Linked DNA regions of Zea mays: region 1 is linked to region 2. A link is a contact called in public Hi-C data. All regions are on one chromosome and are shown on one strand. Each heading gives the region's core, a stretch centred on a gene start, on an enhancer-like site or on the middle of the called end of the contact. The rest is flanking DNA. Distances are from core to core; before and after follow the strand shown. Region 1 holds the start of LOC103639488 (intermediate cleaving peptidase 55, mitochondrial). Region 2 holds the start of LOC100284947.

What was found. Hi-C and Micro-C count contacts between places; a contact is called where the count stands out from the background.
Region 1: a contact with region 2 is called in a Hi-C map of bundle sheath, with 3 times the contacts expected there. The contact joins the promoter of LOC103639488 here to the promoter of LOC100284947 in region 2. A contact is called at or near these places in 8 of 25 Hi-C or Micro-C datasets (bundle sheath, ear, leaf and 3 more).

What each region holds. Positions count from the first base shown.
Region 1 is chr1:152,170,556-152,173,834 of Zm-B73-REFERENCE-NAM-5.0, forward strand. It overlaps LOC103639488 (intermediate cleaving peptidase 55, mitochondrial), which reads left to right and starts at 1,464. Exons shown (of 13, transcript XM_008662240.4): 1 at 1,464-1,673. The coding sequence starts at 1,638.
Region 2 is chr1:152,012,676-152,015,979 of Zm-B73-REFERENCE-NAM-5.0, forward strand. It overlaps LOC100284947, which reads left to right and starts at 1,856. Exons shown (of 9, transcript NM_001413235.1): 1 at 1,856-2,152; 2 at 2,296-2,457; 3 at 2,551-2,656; 4 at 2,757-2,958; 5 at 3,058-3,139; 6 at 3,252-3,304. The coding sequence starts at 1,964. LOC100280179 (PsbP domain-containing protein 1 chloroplastic) reads right to left here and starts at 1,735. Exons shown (of 5, transcript NM_001153111.3): 1 at 1,446-1,735; 2 at 853-907; 3 at 702-752. The coding sequence starts at 1,706.

The DNA of each region.
Region 1 (3,279 bases), core at 214-2,713, 160 kb after region 2:
TGATTACGGGAGGGGGTCTCATAAGCCGATGACGGCGACACTGTTCGATGACAGAATTGATCTAAGCAAAACCCAAACCTAAATGTGGCGGCGGCTGCTGAATAAATAGAGTATTAGGGCGTGCGTAGCCCTAGACTCGCCCCTAATGGGCTCCGACGCGATACACGGCCCAATGGCCCAACAGACGGTGTCGCAGCACCAAAACAGAATCTGAACGCTGACTTGTTTCGACGATTCCCGTTGACTCCGGATGAATTTTAGGGTGGAACCAGTTGGGTTGGTTAGATAATCTCGTTATCTTTCCAACCATATCCAGTCCGTTGCAATCGGAGTCCGGATGCATCTTGGGCGTCAATTTTAGTGCAGACTGGTCCTGGAACCCGAGATAGAGTCGCAACCGACTCGGACTTGATCTCCTTCCTGTTGTGGACGCCCTTGCTGCTCCTCCTCAACACCTTGGCCTTTCCCAAGTCCTTACTGGTTCTCTCTAAGGTACCTAATCATCAAAACATCCATGGCCCCAAGCGTAAGCTCTAAAACACAATTGACAAGGGTAGAACGTACCTGGAGATTTAGCTGTCGTGCACGAGATCGTGTTATCGGTCCATTTATTGTATATATAGAAGTGATGTCCTCATCAGTAAGGGCCCCTTTGGTAGGGCTTCGGCTCCTCCAAAAACAACTTCGGCTCTCGCTCCTTTGGCTCATTGCCCTTTCTGTAGGAGTTAGAGCTGTTTTGTAATTTGTTTCACAAAACATTTTCTATTGTGTTTATTTCAAATGACGTGTGTTGGCGCCGATTCGGACGTCAAACACTGGAGATGAATCAGCGGCGGTGCTCTCTGCGGAGGCGCGGACGGTCCGCGGCTAGGGGTCGGACGGTCCGCAACCTGGCGTAGAGGCTAGAGTTTTTGCCTGACGAGTCGGACGGTCTACGCGTGCGCAGGGCGGCGGAGTTCGTCGGCAGCGCCTGAATCTCGCTCACGGGAGGGACCCCGTCAGGGAGAAGAGATCCTAGGGTGTGTCTTGGCGTCCGCAGACAACACAAAACGCCTCTAGTCGAAGTAGAGCCGAAGAGGTGAGGATTTGAGACAGAAGAAGAGTAAACTAGGGCTAAACTAGAACTACTCCTAATGCATACGGTAAAAATGATAATTAGACTTATTTGATCGATTGTAGGGTGTTCAATCGGCCGTAGCCATTCATCTATATAAAGGGGAGGTCTAGACTCGCTACAAGTAATTTTTCAAATTAATCTACAGGCTAACAAATTCTGCGATAAACTCGGAACCTTAACTGATTTTGCGCACATGCGGATCGTACGCGAACAGGTTTTATGTGCTCATGTAAAATGTAAGAGGAGCTGTTACAATCATATTTTTTATGCTCCGGCTCTTTAAAAAAACGACTCTGACTTTTGATGGGCTCTTGACCATTGATGGGCTTTTGACGAGAAGTTATATTTTTTTTGACGGTTCGAAAGGGCCATGCCAAAGGGCCTTAACTGTGTTTTAAGATCGGTGACAACTAGAGAGAAGGCGAAGCGAACTTGAGCCAGAGAGAGAATCTCGCACCGCAGCAGGAGGGGACCGAGAGAGAAGCGAACTCGAGAAAGGGATTCAAGGAGGCTGTTGCCGATGGCCATGGCGGCGCGGCTGCTGCGAGCAACCGAGGTAAGCATGGTTGATGCTCCCCACTCCCAACACTTCTTCGCCCTTCCTCCCTTATCGTTCTTTGTCTGATTTTTCATTTTCTGGGAGGAGGGGAGGTTGGGATTCTGTCGCTTGGCTGTTCGCCTTGGGTGACGGCGTGCATGTGTGTGGCGGCCGAGCCGGTACTCCAGGCCTCCGGGCGCGCAGGTGGCGGTGTGGCCTGAGCAAGTAGTTTAGTTTCCATGGCAACTGACAACGGTGGTGTTTGAGAAGGATGCCCACTAGTTGTTCGAGCTAACGCCTCTATGGGATGACGCAGCAATACCTGCTGAGTAGATCATGTTCCAGGCTGCGGTTGCATCGAGAGTTGCTGCACGAGATGTGTCTGATGACATTCTTTGCAAGGATGTGGTATGACCTTGACCTTCAGGCCAGTCTGTTTCAGCAATTAGCAGAGTTTGGTAAGTAGTGGTGGTGAGGGGAGCAAGCTACTTCCTCAGCCAGCTAATGACAATATGTTCACTCTCATTCAGCTCACCAGCGCTCCCTTTCTTGGGAGTTTGGCGTGGATCCTCTAGCTGATATGTTTGATGAAATGTCTCTTAAGGATGGCACAATAGCACAGACTAAGCAGATAGTTTCAGGGCCTCTGCTGTATCGGAGAGTCACAAGAGGCGTTTGATGAAATGCCTAGTGAGGTTGTGTGGGACAAAGAGATGCCGTCTGACATGACCGTGCATGATGCCTTGTTGCAACAGCTAGGCTTGGGGGAAGATGAGTACTTGTATGATCATAAGACAAAGTCGGCTTCCATGTTGATTGCTGACAACTTGATTGCCCTTTTTTTTTGACTTATCACTACCCATGGAACCCGAAGTCTAACTCAAACCAAGTGGTTGATGGCGACACATCAAGGTAAGATGGTCAGAAAGTTAAGTGTTGGAAGAGTTATTAGCACACAGCTCTAGCTTGCATAGCACCAATGGGCAACTACAAAGAACGACAGGGAGATGATGTGCTGGAGATGACAGTATCTATAGGTGATGAGGTACATGACTTATATGCTCAAGGGTAGCAGTGGAGGAAGGGGACAGAGGCTATACCAGGAGTCCAGGAGCAGAGGTTGTAATCTATAGAGGGATGGAGTGCAGGAGAAGGCAGAGGGAGCACGCCCGCCGCCTGAGACAGAGAGGGCAGAGGGAGCACGCACACCGCCGCGAGGCAGCTGCTCCACGTTCGCGCGCCGCCTGAGCTGAAAGAGGGAGCACGCCCGTGTGCCGCCGCAAGCGCAGCTGCCCCATGCCCACGCGCCGCCTGAGCTGAGAGAGGGAACACGCCCGTGCACTGCTTGTGGGCGCCGCCGGGGAATGAGGTTGCAGCTGCACACCGCCGCCGCCACAGCTCAAGCGCTCTTCTCTCTTCCGAGCCGTCTCTTGAAGCTCTGACCCGATAGGCATGTGACCGTGCGGTCCAATTCACTTAACCCCCCCTCTCAAATCCCTCCCTATTCCCTAAGGTGTCGCCCCGAGGGCACCTTACGCCGCAGCGGACGCCTTATGTCCGTGGACAAGGCGAGGTAGACGCCTTGCCCTGTGAGCCCACTTTAGCGCCTAAGCGACGCTTAATG
Region 2 (3,304 bases), core at 606-3,105:
GTAATAATGAAGCAACTATAAGCACATTACTCCTGTATTTTTTTCCTCGAACGCGCACGAGAATTGCACACCATTAAATTAATAAGAAAAAAAGAGAACTATCCAAAATGGACCAGTACAATTAAGGTTCTCTTCCACACTAGCAGACTTGCATCATTTTTTCTTTACTTGGAATGTCAAAACTGCAGCAGCCAGCATTACTGCAGATTTTTATATGGACTAGTGATAAAAAGTGTTCTTTCACTTGGTTACAAATCACCATATTTTCAACATATCTCCTAACCCATTTTGTTAGGAGAGGGAAAACCCTAACCCTAATTAGAGGGCATAGGATATATTAATATACCCAGGTACATGGGCTAAGGCCCATTACCGAGATAGATACACAATTAATACACAATACGCTAACACCCCCGCGGTACGTTTAGAGAGAGAAAGGACTCCACTATGCTAAAACAATTTCGCCAATACACAAGCGATGTCCGAGTGACAGTGTTGAGAGAACACACCTTGTACTTTTGATACAACATTTTCAACTTCTTCAACACGGTCCTCGTGAATTAGATAAACTACTTCATAGTGTAAAAGAACGAATTTCAAGCTGAACTCAGAAATCCAGCACAAATGAACAGCAAGTAATGCCAGCATGAAGAAATAGGAAAAAAATAGTTTGACGGAAGAGCAAAGCAGAGAGATCTTACTTCTTTTCATATCGCTTTTTAGCTGGATATTAAGAAAATCATACAGCTTTTCTGCAAAAAAAAAAGATTAGAATGATAAAATATCCACATGAACTATAAAAAGGATCTTTACAGTACCAAAACGGACATCTAAAAAAACTTTAAAGTGAACCTTCATTTGCATCAGCAAATTCTGGTGACACTTGGCCATCCTCTCTCACCATTTTCTACAAAATAAAAGAAATAAGAAAACCATGTAGATTAGTTGTTTAGCCTATTGCAATATCTTTCAATCTTCCGCATGCAAAACTTAAGAGCATCTCCTGTTTCTACCGCAAATGACCAAATCCATAATGTTTTGTATGCCTCAGGCAAACTTCATAATTTATTTTCTTTTTTGGAGTACTACTAACTGTTCGTTCACAAATTTCATTTCTATTGTATTCATTGGCAATGGTTACTGTACAAGAAAAACTAAAGCATCGTAGAATGTAGAATTTTACACACAGACGCAAGCATATAATACTAGATTATCCCTAAAAAATCTCATATCCACACTATTCGCAACATTAAGGACTACTTACACAGATTATTGGCTGCTACCAAGTCATTTACCAAAACCATTGCATTCAGGGAAGAATCTAGTCTAGAAGCAGAAACACAAAAGCAGCCATGTTCTGTTCGTCATCTCCCAGGCTGAACCGCTAGACAGAAGCATCTAGAGGCAGCCAGCAGCCTAGCAGGGAATGAATGAACAGACCGAACCTTTCTAAACAGGACGGCCTCGGGGAACAGCTCGGCAGACTCGCCCGCCTTTCGCGCAAAGCTGTGCGTGTCCACCCGCTCCTCCGCCACGTCGTCCCGGCCCCTTCTCGTCTTCTTCGCCCAGACTACGCCCCCCTGCCGCCTGACACCTCCTCCAACGGCTACGCGCAAGCAGTTCATACGCATCCAAGGCAGCAGCGGCGCCGTCGACAGAGATGGCCCAAGGAGGGACAGAGCCCGCGGCACCGCGGTGGCCTCCATGGGTATGCGATGCCGACGCGGAGCAAAATGAAATGCGGGTGAGGAGAAGGATAAGATGGTAGATGGGCCGAGCTAAGTTTTGGGCCTCCATCTTAAATTTTGGCTTTCGACTATGCATGATGGGCCGGCTCATGGCGTTTTAAGACTAGCTGAAGGCCCGACCTGTCCTCCTCTTCTCGTCATCTTCTTCGTTTCGTCCTTCTTCCGCCGCAGCCGCCGTCGCCGTCGCCGCAGCTAGGGGTTTTGCCTTTTTGGCTATGGACGCGACGGGACAGCAGGAGCAGCATACAGGAAGTGCAGGCGGAGATCTCTACGGAGTGCTTCTTTACTACAAGTACGCCGAGGTGCCTGACGCCGCCGCGCTCGCCGCGTTCTACGAGGCGCACTGCCGCAGCCTTGCGCTCGTCGGCCGCGTCCGCGTCGGCCCCGACGGAGTAAACGCGACGGTGAGAACATGCCTCCGCTTGCTCTATCATTTCGACATCGTAGGCGGCGCCTTCGGGGCAGGGAAGGTCGACCTTTGTGGATTTGCAGTGTCCATAAATGAATTCATCACGATCTCACTGGCACTGCATTTTGTTGTTGATAGCTCGGAGGGCAGATGAACGCGCTGGAGAAGCATATCGCGGAGATGAGCTCCAACGACTTGTTCGTGGGCACAGATTTCAAGCTGGCGTCCTGCGACGACCCTGTCGACGAGAGGGTCGCCCGGGAGTGCGGCTTCACCTCACTCTCCGTTCGGGTCGTCAAGGTTCTTGCCACTGATTCCAGCAGAATGGTTTCACCTTTGACCAGTTGGTAGTGTCATCCATCACTGGGTTTTGAATCGTTGCTGCATCGGCAGGAGCTAGTTACCCTGTGCTGCAACCCCGCATTGGCACCCCCAGAGATTTCGAGTGCTGGGAGACACTTGTCTGCGGCCGAGTTCCATTCGGTGCTCCAGAATGTTGGTGAGTGGATTCTCGGACTGAGGCTTGTCTAATTTTGTTTGGGCTGCCGATTTCTGGTTTAGGATTGAATTATAACCTCCAATTTGGACTGTGCTTTTAGCTGGGACTAGTTTGAATGCTGTGGCATCTGCGGAGAAGAAGGAAGTGGTTGTCTTGGATGCAAGGAATGTATATGAGACTCGGATCGGCAAGTTCAATGTGCCAAATGCGAAGACCTTAGATCCTGAAATTAGGCAATACAGTGACCTGCCTTCTTGGATAGACAAGCATGCTGAGCAGCTGCATGGGAAATCAATTCTTATGTACGTTAGGCTGGATCTTTGAATTAACCTTGAATTAGACTAATGTATTTTACAAGCACCAAGCAAGAAGCCTTAACTAAGGTTTGGTATTTATTACAGGTACTGCACAGGAGGTATACGCTGTGAAATGGCATCAGCTTATATTCGCTCAAAAGGTGAAGGATTTGAGAACGTTTTTCAGGTAATGTGCTATACTCTGTTTGGCTTGTCTTTAGTCTTGAGTATACTTGTCCATGCTTGAGTAATTTGTATTGTTCATGAGTCATGACTGTTTATTATTATGTTTATTTTAGCTATATGGAGGCATTCAGCGGTATCTGGAGCAATTCCCAGATGGTGGCTATTT